Regions from separate parts of the Anas platyrhynchos genome. Here region 2 is linked to region 1. The links are chromatin contacts, called in public Hi-C maps. All regions are on one chromosome and are shown on one strand. Each heading gives the region's core, a stretch centred on a gene start, on an enhancer-like site or on the middle of the called end of the contact. The rest is flanking DNA. Distances are from core to core; before and after follow the strand shown. Region 1 overlaps ABI2 (abl interactor 2). Region 2 overlaps ABI2 (abl interactor 2).

Evidence for each region. A called contact is a pair of places that touch in the nucleus more often than the background predicts.
Region 2: a Hi-C map of F5 follicle shows a contact between it and region 1, with 3 times the contacts expected there. The contact joins two enhancer-like sites. A contact is called at or near these places in 2 of 8 Hi-C or Micro-C datasets (F5 follicle and small yellow follicle).

Annotation. Positions count from the first base shown.
Region 1 is chr7:26,090,227-26,094,930 of IASCAAS_PekinDuck_T2T, forward strand. The region is part of intron 1 of ABI2 (abl interactor 2); the gene reads left to right. Among named protein-coding and RNA genes, the nearest start is that of ABI2, 9.5 kb to the left of the region's middle. Within about 2 kb of position 2,930, at least 5 of the 8 cell types and tissues checked have an H3K27ac peak or open chromatin away from gene starts, as enhancers often do. A contact at or near this core is called in F5 follicle and small yellow follicle, where this site is marked.
Region 2 is chr7:26,152,658-26,157,385 of IASCAAS_PekinDuck_T2T, forward strand. ABI2 (abl interactor 2) reads left to right here. Exons shown (of 12, transcript XM_072041058.1): 12 at 144-4,728. The coding sequence ends at 319. Among named protein-coding and RNA genes, the nearest start is that of ABI2, 72 kb to the left of the region's middle. Within about 2 kb of position 2,999, at least 4 of the 8 cell types and tissues checked have an H3K27ac peak or open chromatin away from gene starts, as enhancers often do. A contact at or near this core is called in F5 follicle and small yellow follicle, where this site is marked.

The DNA.
Region 1 (4,704 bases), core at 1,680-4,179:
GAAGCTGTTCAGGTGTTTGGATTTTGAATATCCCATCAAGCACCTACCTGACTATATAAGTGCCTAGTCGTCTTTGTAAATCTGGTATTGTCATAAAGCAAAGAAAAGGATCTGGCCTCTGGTTTCATACCCCTGTAGCAGCACCAACCAGGTAGGGCCTGTTGCTGGATGGGCGTAGTTCATAGTGAACCTCTTCGGTGTTTGAGGAAGCTTATTGGTCACTTTACCCAGTAAAGGTAAAAACACTGCAAAACCTACATCCTGCATTAGCCTTTATATATCTTAGAGCTGTACTGTTCTGGTGTGGTAAACTGAGTCGAGCAATCACATTTTCTTAATTACCCTCAAGAACTAGAAATCCTTATCACCTCTGTGTTTCTTTCTCCCACTACTGCACTGGTCTTGAAATTGTCATCACAGCTAAAAATCCTCATTCTGTAAATTAAACTGTGATTTAAAAAAAATGTAACCGTGCAGCTTCCTCATAAAACTCCAAGTCTTTTGTCGATGTGACTCACTCAATTACTCATGTGGGCAGACATTCAGATAATAAAAGTAGTTAATGGAAAGCAGTGAGAAATACTGCTGGTTCCTGAGGAGGTAGGGGAGGGGGAAGGCTACTGCGGGTATTTTATCCTAAGAACTGCTGAACTCACTGAGCTCCCAGACATTTTTTTAAGATAAGGATTTCTCTGGTCTGCTTTTTTTTTTTCTTTGTATAAAAACAGCTTGAAAAATCAGATTGACAATAGAGGAACAAAAGTAGCCTGGCAGTATATGTGTGCTTCTCTCCTTCCCTTCCTACATATTAGAAATGATAGCCAGTCTCTGCCCCAAATCAGTCTCTTCATCCTAGCAATGTATATATTTAAACAACACTCAATGAATTCCTGAATCAAAGAGTACAGCTAGCAGGTGATTAAATGAATCCTTTGGCTGGAGATATTGCATATAGAGACACGGACCAGAGTTTTCTAGAATAAGTGGGTCCCTGAGATTTGGTGTACAGTAGGCCAGGTAATACAACTACAAAGCAGATTTCAGTGGGACATTTCAGTGGATGCACAATGGAGGAATATGGGCACTTTTGTAAAAATAGTGAGATACCGCATGGATGTGAGAGCCCCCTTATGCAATGAAATTATACATGTATTATGGCTTCAGGGAGACTTAGAATTAAGACAAAAGTAGGACTAGTGGAGGAAGACAAACTAAGTAGAGCTGAGGGCTGCCTGTACAAAACAACCACAACAGTTAATTCTTGGTTGTGTGGCTCTGAGGCTGCTAGGTAATGGAGGGGTGTGCTACTGCAAATGGCTGTGTGAGCCCCTTCCAACAGAAGAGAAGAGTGGAGTGTGAAAAGGGAGAGGACATGAGGATGGTCTCATTCCTCATGCAAGATGAGCTGGGAGGGAGACTAGGGCTTGACTTGTAAAATAGAGCTGCTGGCACAGAGAAGCAATGCATGGGTGTTGAGGCTGTGGACCTGAGTAAGTAAGCTGTCAGATTATATTTAGCAAGTATACACTGCAGAAAAGCACAGAGAGAGAAGGAGGGGAACTAGCGCATAGCTGAGCTCCATGGGTAGCGAGCGCATACAACAAGGAACAGGGCTGTTTGGAGAGGATGAATTGCTTTGGTGTTCCTGATACAAAAAATGTGAGGCCAGGGATCTGCACAGACCTGTATGATGACTTTGAGCAGTAGAGCTCAGCTTTTATTTATCCCTCAGTAATAGCTCAGCTGCAGACTGTTAGGTGAAGGGCAACCAACCTGTGGCCTGTGAACCCTAAATTCACCTCTGGCTCCATGCTAGGGTTGTCTTCTGCAGCAATCCTATTCCCTAGCTTTGGAACCAGTAGTCTGATAGGTCTTAAAGCCAATGTTACAAGCTGCTGTATACTGCAGCTGCACGCTCAGCTCAGCTCCAACCCACTGGAAGCTTGCTACCTAAGACTGGCATTTGCAAAATAGGTGAAATACCCTGCCCCATCTGAAATCGGGGGCGTCAATCCATTGGGCTCCTTGGAAAGTCCAGTTCTAAAGAGACAAAGAAGGGGAGAAAAAATGCCTGTAAAGAGAGAGGCAACTTAGCTCATATAAGAAATCTGTGCCAGTTCTTTGAAGTGGCCCTGTATTACCTGAGAATCAGGTCACTGCTTTAACTAGAAGGACTAACGTTACGCTGATCTGCAAGTACATGTAGTTTGCAAAGCATGCCGATGCAGGATGGTGCTTGTAAGTGCTTTAAAGGAAGAGCTGGAGAAACAGTTTTTCATAGCTAGACAGATAAGCTTATTTTGTGGGGTGACCAGGTACCCACCAGTAAAACCACAAGCCCATAGAAACATTTCTATTTTTATTCTTCTCTACAAAGAGGAGTTAAATCTGAACTTCTGTGCAAGACAAGTGGTGGAAGGAGAGAATGTTTTCTCAGGACCTCAAGTAAAATGTGTTTAAGCCAACACATACATGTCAGCTGTCCTTGTGCAGTTTCCTGGTCATCTGTGGGAAAGGAGACGTGGCAGTCTGCAGCCAGAGAGATAAGGGCGAGGCAGAGGATCTGCTTTTTGGTCAGTACATTGTGATTTGAGAAACAAGGACTCCAACTCAGGAAACCTTAAAATGAGCAGAAGTTAACATGTCCTCAAGAATAACATTTTTTTAAAAAGCACATAACCCAATAAATACTAAACTAAGTAACACTAAAAGTTATGTGGACAAAGTGAGGATTCCTGGATGATGAGTAAAAACAGTTGGGTGAGGAGAAGCAGTTCATAACTTAGGCTTGTATGGTTGTTTTTTTTTTCAAGGAGTGCAGGTGTTTGGGCTAGTGTTGGAATAACCTAAGTATTTCACTTGTGACTGATGTTCACAATGCGTCTGTCACATGGTATGCCCTGTTTTGCACTGTGTGTACCAGACAGAGCTGGCTATGTGGGGGAGAGAAAATGCCTCATACTCCTGCATTTGATATCATCCCCACATTCCCAGTTAAAGGCCCAGGTCCCACCAAATCAGTGTGTGAACCCTCGGAGACATCAGCAAGGCCATCAGCAAGGAACTTCGTGTCCATAGTCTGTAGTGGGAGATTGAAGAGCAGAATGCAGAAATGGGTCACCCTCTACCTTTGGCTCTGCCAGCTTACACGGGGGAGGAATTTGGCCCCCTGTGTTCAAAATGATTCAGATCTGAAATACTCACTCTTCTGGTACAGCTCAGCCCTGTGGGAATGCATGCACCCTGCAGGACATGCCACTTAGAGGCACAGAATCTAGGGTACAGAAAAAACAGATATCTAAAACACAGTTTCTTCATAAGAGCATAATGAGTTTCACCTCTGATATTTCTAAACAATCTTCATGAAGGAAGGATTCGTACGGAATAGATATTAGAAGCAAAACACAGACAAGAACAAATAGTGCTTGTGAGTCTTTTCTAGGTAGCTCTGGATCCATTTCAGAAAACCTGGTGGATGGTGAACAGGTGTTTTCTGGTGTCATGGGGCAGGGTTGGATGGTGCTGCTCACCCCTGTGGCCTGCCTCTCATATTTTCAAGACATAATCAAGCTCTTGGCAGACTGTTTCCCCAAGTTTCCCTCAACTATTACTCATAGGTAACTGTAACCATTCAGTTCTTTGTTGTATACACATTCAGAAATGTTACTTGAAATACATGTAAGCATCACCTACAACTTGACTCTTTGAGTGTGTGTGTGTGTGTTGCAATCTAGAATGAGCTGGTCAAAATGAGCTGGAAGCTACATGCACTGTTGAGTTTACAGAGCAACCCCTTCATGCTTGCACCTTACACCAGATCAGCGTCAAGCCTGTATCAGGCATAAGTCATGGCCCTTGGTGTGTGCACCTTCAAATAAGACAGAAAGAGCCACTTAACAATACCAGCCTTTTGCTTGGCCCTGTCCATATATTACAGCCATGTTCTTTAGTGCTTTGGGCAAGTGCTGTCATTCTTATTTTTGTTCATAGGGAGAAAATCAGGGTGCAGAGGTTGTGACTTTGACTGGTTTGTAGCAGGAGGGGGACAGCTAAGGCTGTAACTCTTCCCTGCTAAAAGCTTGTTCATATCATTCACAGACGTCCTTGCCTTTTGAAATAAATGACTCCTTTAATCTCCCTCTCAGAGGAAACAACGCAGGGAGGCCTGGCTGCCTTCTGCTCATAAATACTCTGTCAAGCCAGTTTCAAGCTGAGGTGGGTGAAGCTGCTGTGAATGATGGGGAGCCATCAGTCTCCATCTCCTGTTAGTCAGTCCTGCATCACTGGGATGTGCGCTCTTACCATACTGTCGAAAATAGCTATGGGTTCAGAAAGGGCTGAAATGTTCCCAGGTGTTGGCCAAGGGGGAAGACAGAGAAGAGAAAGACAGAGGTGCAGACTGATGGTGATGAGAAGCTGTGCAAAGAGGAGCTGCCTTCATAGGCTGGTGAAAGGGGATTACTTGTCCAGATGCTGGTGTAAGCAGGGAAGATGACTTCACAGATGTGATTTATTATCCTTCCCATGCAAGGGAGTTATGCTAATTTCAGAAACAGAACAGTTGTTTGTTGGCTTCTACAAATATAGAAAGACATAAAAACTTTTTAAAGTGGTTTATGTGGTTAAAGCATAATTACAAACAGGACAGGATTAAAAAAGCTCCAGCGGCCAAATTCCTGGAGTTATGTGAGTACCTAAGAATCT
Region 2 (4,728 bases), core at 1,749-4,248, 62 kb after region 1:
TTACTTTGGTATTATGTATGATGGGAGTGATTTCCTGATAATGGGACTGCACATGTGCATTTTATGTATCTACATGTGGAGATAACTGAGGTACATGCTTGTACCTCTCCTAACAGTCCATACTCTGATTCTCTGTTCTTTAGTGGTGGCCATCTATGACTACACGAAGGACAAAGAAGATGAGCTGTCATTTCAGGAAGGTGCCATCATATATGTCATCAAGAAGAATGATGATGGTTGGTACGAAGGGGTCATGAATGGAGTGACGGGGCTCTTCCCAGGGAACTATGTAGAGTCCATCATGCATTACTCAGAGTGAAGACTCGAGGACAGAGCTCTGCATCTCCTGTTGCAGGAGCTGTCAGGGCTTCCCGGATTTCCACCAGCCTCTGGGGCCCCATCCAGAATAGCTGAATGAAGGATAATTGTAACAACCACTCTTTTTTTTTTTTTTTTTTTTTCCCTCATTATAAAACAATAGTGATTTGAGTTGTTTGAACAAATGGCTCTTCCGGCTGCCAGCAGAGAGGCTATCCTGAGCCATCTGATGGTGAATTAAGCTGACCCATTCAGATGTAACAAACTCCTTGAGCAGCTGACCCTTCAGTTAAATTCTGACTTCTGACAGGCTCCGGGATCTGTCTCAGGAATCCTGTGCGCCCTCATGGTACTACTTTTGGCAGCAGTGCCTGGCACTTGGGATGTCCTGGGATGCGTGTGGTGAAGGGTTGCTGGCCAGTGGACGTCCCTCCTGTTTCTACACTACACTCCTGTGCAGCTGGAAGAACGCTCGTGTGCTAGGGAACACTGGGATTTGTACACAAAGCCGTTCGCGCATCTGACTTCCTTACAGGTGGTTACATCTTAGCATAAACACTTCTGCAGCTGCTCTGCACATGTAGGCTGACACAGGGCACACAGAGCTGGCTTTGAATCACTCACCTTTTAGTTTAGACAATTAGGATGGCTGCAGCCCAGAGGACCCTCACCCACATTGCCTCATCTTTCGATTGCAACAGGTTTGGTTTTTGTTATGCACTGATGTAAATGTGCTGCTCTGCACCGAGCTACCTGCCACGGGTGCTGCTGGGTTAAACGGAACTCACAGATGCCATTGATGGTGAAGGTGAAACGAAGTTTACAGGTCCTCCTGGGGTCTGAGGATAAACTCTAGGGGCTGTGATCTCTAAGGTTCAGATCTACTCACGCGTGCTTGCACTAGAGAAACTTACCCCCAACTTTAGTCTTATGCACAATATAATCTTGAAAATCCAATCAGGTATTGTAAATTGGCTTTTTGTACTTGATGACTAGATTTGCATATGTACTGTGAGAGCCCTGTGCAGAGGCAGGACAAACGGCAATTGTCGTCTTCATGTCTGTTGCCAAAATCTCTTCAATGGAAGTAAAAAGGGCTGTTGTGTGTACTGGTTTCCCATGGAAATCCAAGCAGTAACTAGTAGTAGTCCTAGCTCTCTTCCCAGTCCTTTCCATTGCTTATTTTGAAGAAATAGATATTTAGAGCTGTACTGGTGGATCTAGGGTGGAGTAATACCAAGTGAAGGCCCCTGGGTTAATAGTTTGCTTTTTAAGTTTCAGTTAAAATGCTGCTCAGTGTTCTGCTTTGCAGATCAGTGTACAATGATGGCTGTATTAGTCTGCCCTCAGGAAGGACTAAACACTGTCTTTGGGTGAATGTGATGCACTAACAGAATGAACCAATTAAACCTCCAGTTGAAGTCCTGTTGGCCCACAAATGACCCCTGCGTTGTGAGAGCCTCCTGGGCCAGGGCATCTTCCTGAACAACTTTTGACTGTCGCCTGACCAAGTTCCAGCTGGTACCAGCGGTAGCTTGTCAAAGGCAAGGTAACACTGCAGCTTTCTTCTGAGGCCTGTGCGTAACAGCAGTGCGGACAGCAGTGCCAAGGGTGAGTCTGTGATAATATTGGCAGGGGGACTTGACACAATCCCCTTGCTTGGTAGCCAGTGCAGTATCAGGGTGGAGGTGCAGGTTTCATCCAAACTCGAGTGTGAAGGAGCCAGAGCTGCTCAAGGGCGAAGAAAGAGGAAACAAACAGGTGAGGTGTGGGGGGGATACCGGTAAGTTTTATTGGTACCTGCGGTGAGCTTGCAGAAGAGGGCATTAACTCCTGTAACAGTGTGTAAAAGGAACTAGTTTGGTGGAAGCCTGCAAGAGGTACAGTTCTGAAGCAACCAGTGCAAAGATGGAAGTTACTTTCTCCCATGCTTAGTCTGCAGCTGCGTAGCCAAGACGCTGTTGTCTTCTTTCTAGAAGCTGGCAGCATTAGTATTTGGAATAAACGTTAGCCAGAACAGATACCCTTCTACCTTCCTTCTGTCTTGCAGCAAGAGTAGCAGAAGCAGCCATCGTCAGTTCCCTCAGCCCATTTCTGTGGGAGTATACCTAGAAACACTGGTTGTCCAGTACCTGGAATGTCTTTTTCCACTGCCACAGGGCAGGCCTACAGCTTCTGCATAGGGCAGTGGTGCTTGCATGGCTAGAGATCAGGGGGATTGCACTGCAGTATTACACAGCCACCCCCTATGCACCAAAGAATTGCGTTTTCCAGGACTATTGGAGCTTTCCTGCCTTCTGTTTTGTTTCTGGTTTGTTTTTGGTGAAGACTGAGCACACAGTGCACAAACGTATTGAGTTTGGCAGCTTAAAACATTAGTACAGGAGAGTGAATGCTCTCTCCTTGCACACCCATATTCCAGCTGGGAGGTCATGCATTAGTGCTATCATGTCTTTAACTCAGTATGTGTAAGAGCATGCGCTTGAATACTTCTGACTGATGGGTGGTGATAGTGTGTACTTTCATAGTGTATGATACACACCCATATCCTTAATTTTCATTCAGCTGGTTGTATATCTTGTGAGTTTTCTGTGTTGAGAGCTACCAGAGTGGAGCAGTGTGTACTCTGGAAAGTACTGAATGCATGTCAGAGCTCAGGACGGAAGATGAGGCTGAAAAACCTTGAAGATGTGCCAAGCTCCTTCAAAGGCTGGTTTGGCTTGATGGGCCAAAGGTTAGTTGGGTTTCTGCAGATAGCATGTGGTATTGTTTGTCCAGTAAGAGCTGCTCTGGATGGAATTTTGGGGTCACCTCCTGCTGGTTTTAAGCTTTATTATGCAGTACTAATGCAAATAAATGTGTTGAGTTTTATGCATACTTTTTATTTTGTATAGATTTTAATTCTGTGGCTTGTTTGGGGATGATGTGATGTTATGGTCATAGACCAGGCCAAGGTAAACAGGCTTTGTGTATTAATGTTACATGCATGCTAGTGAAGTCAGTGAGGGTTGTGTTTCCAGTTTTGTCCCTTGTATGTCTTCTCCAAAACCTTCACCCCATACCTCCTTATTTACATATGCTCCTAAAAGGGGGGTAGGGGAGAAGTGTGGAAAAAACCCTCAGTATTTCACATGGATGCACAACTTCTCTTCACTGAGTTCTGCTGCCATAGTAGGAGGTGTTCTGCATCACAAGCTGTTGATCAGAGCAGCAGGTGTGCATGAGAGGTAGGGGAAGGAGACACTCCAGGATAGGCCAAAGAGTGCTGTATGGCCAAAATGAATGTTTCTCCCTTCATGAGAGCTGTGTTAGCCCAGCCAGATGTTTTCATTGTGCACGGGAATCTGTAGCTGTGGATTTTGCTTTGGTTTGCTGTAGCAGAGTTCTTCCTTGCTCTTGGCCCCCTTGGGACAAAGCTATTTACAGCTCTCCTTCTGCCACATGCCTGGGTGAAAGGCGGTCATAGACTGTCCCCAGCTAGTGTGGGTGCAGGTTATTTTCATGCCTTTGTTCCTGAGTGGCTGGGGTTGCATGTGTCTCATGTTGTTTTTTGCGTGTGTGTTTTTTTTTTTTTCCTTCAGATTGCTTTTCTTTGTTCCCCTCACTGGCTGTTGCAGCAGCTGGTTGAGAGTGGCAAGAAAACCAAGCTGGCCGTTTTATGCCTCTGCATCCTGACCGCACCTCTATGCCCAGTAGCTGGAGCAGGCACTAGAGGGCAGAGGCAGTGCCGGGGGACTTGCTAGCCTGACCTGTGAGAGCTGCGCAGACACGGACATTGACAAGCTGCTGCTCTCACTGGAGGGCAAGAGGTGGAGCATGGCCCTTGTCTTGTAAGAGATAACAGGAACTTGAGTTGAGGTTTCCTGGAAGTGGGTGGAAATTGCTGCTGGTGTGCACCACAGCTCCCCCACCATCCCTCTGGTCTCTGGCTGGGTGTTTTACCGGGGTGGCAGGAAGGCTGAGAACCAGCTAGCCCTTGCTAGAACAGGTTGTTCTCCTTTCATGCCTCCTGAGAACTTTTTCTTTGCTGTTTGAGGGCTCTCGCTGTGCATTGCTTTCTGGAGTAAGAGGATGTGCCTGTCTTCTGCTTATGCCAGCATGCCTGTCTCAGCAGACCCAGCGCCGTGTTTGCAAATGAGCAGAATGCTTGGTCCCCTGCTCTGCGTGGTTCTTCAGCGCTCTTCGTGACAGCCAAGAACCAAAGGGTACGATGGCAGCAATGCAGCGTCTGCCAAGCAGCACTTTTACCTTGGGCTTTTCAGCTGCCTTTGGGAAGGGAAGCAGCGACAGGACTGATGCTCCTTTTTGGACAGAGGGTGTGCTGCCCACCTGCTGCGTACCTGTGAGTTGCTGACTGGTGGTGGAGGGTCATGCACTGGTGCAGCCTATTGTGCTTCTGGGGTGTCTCCT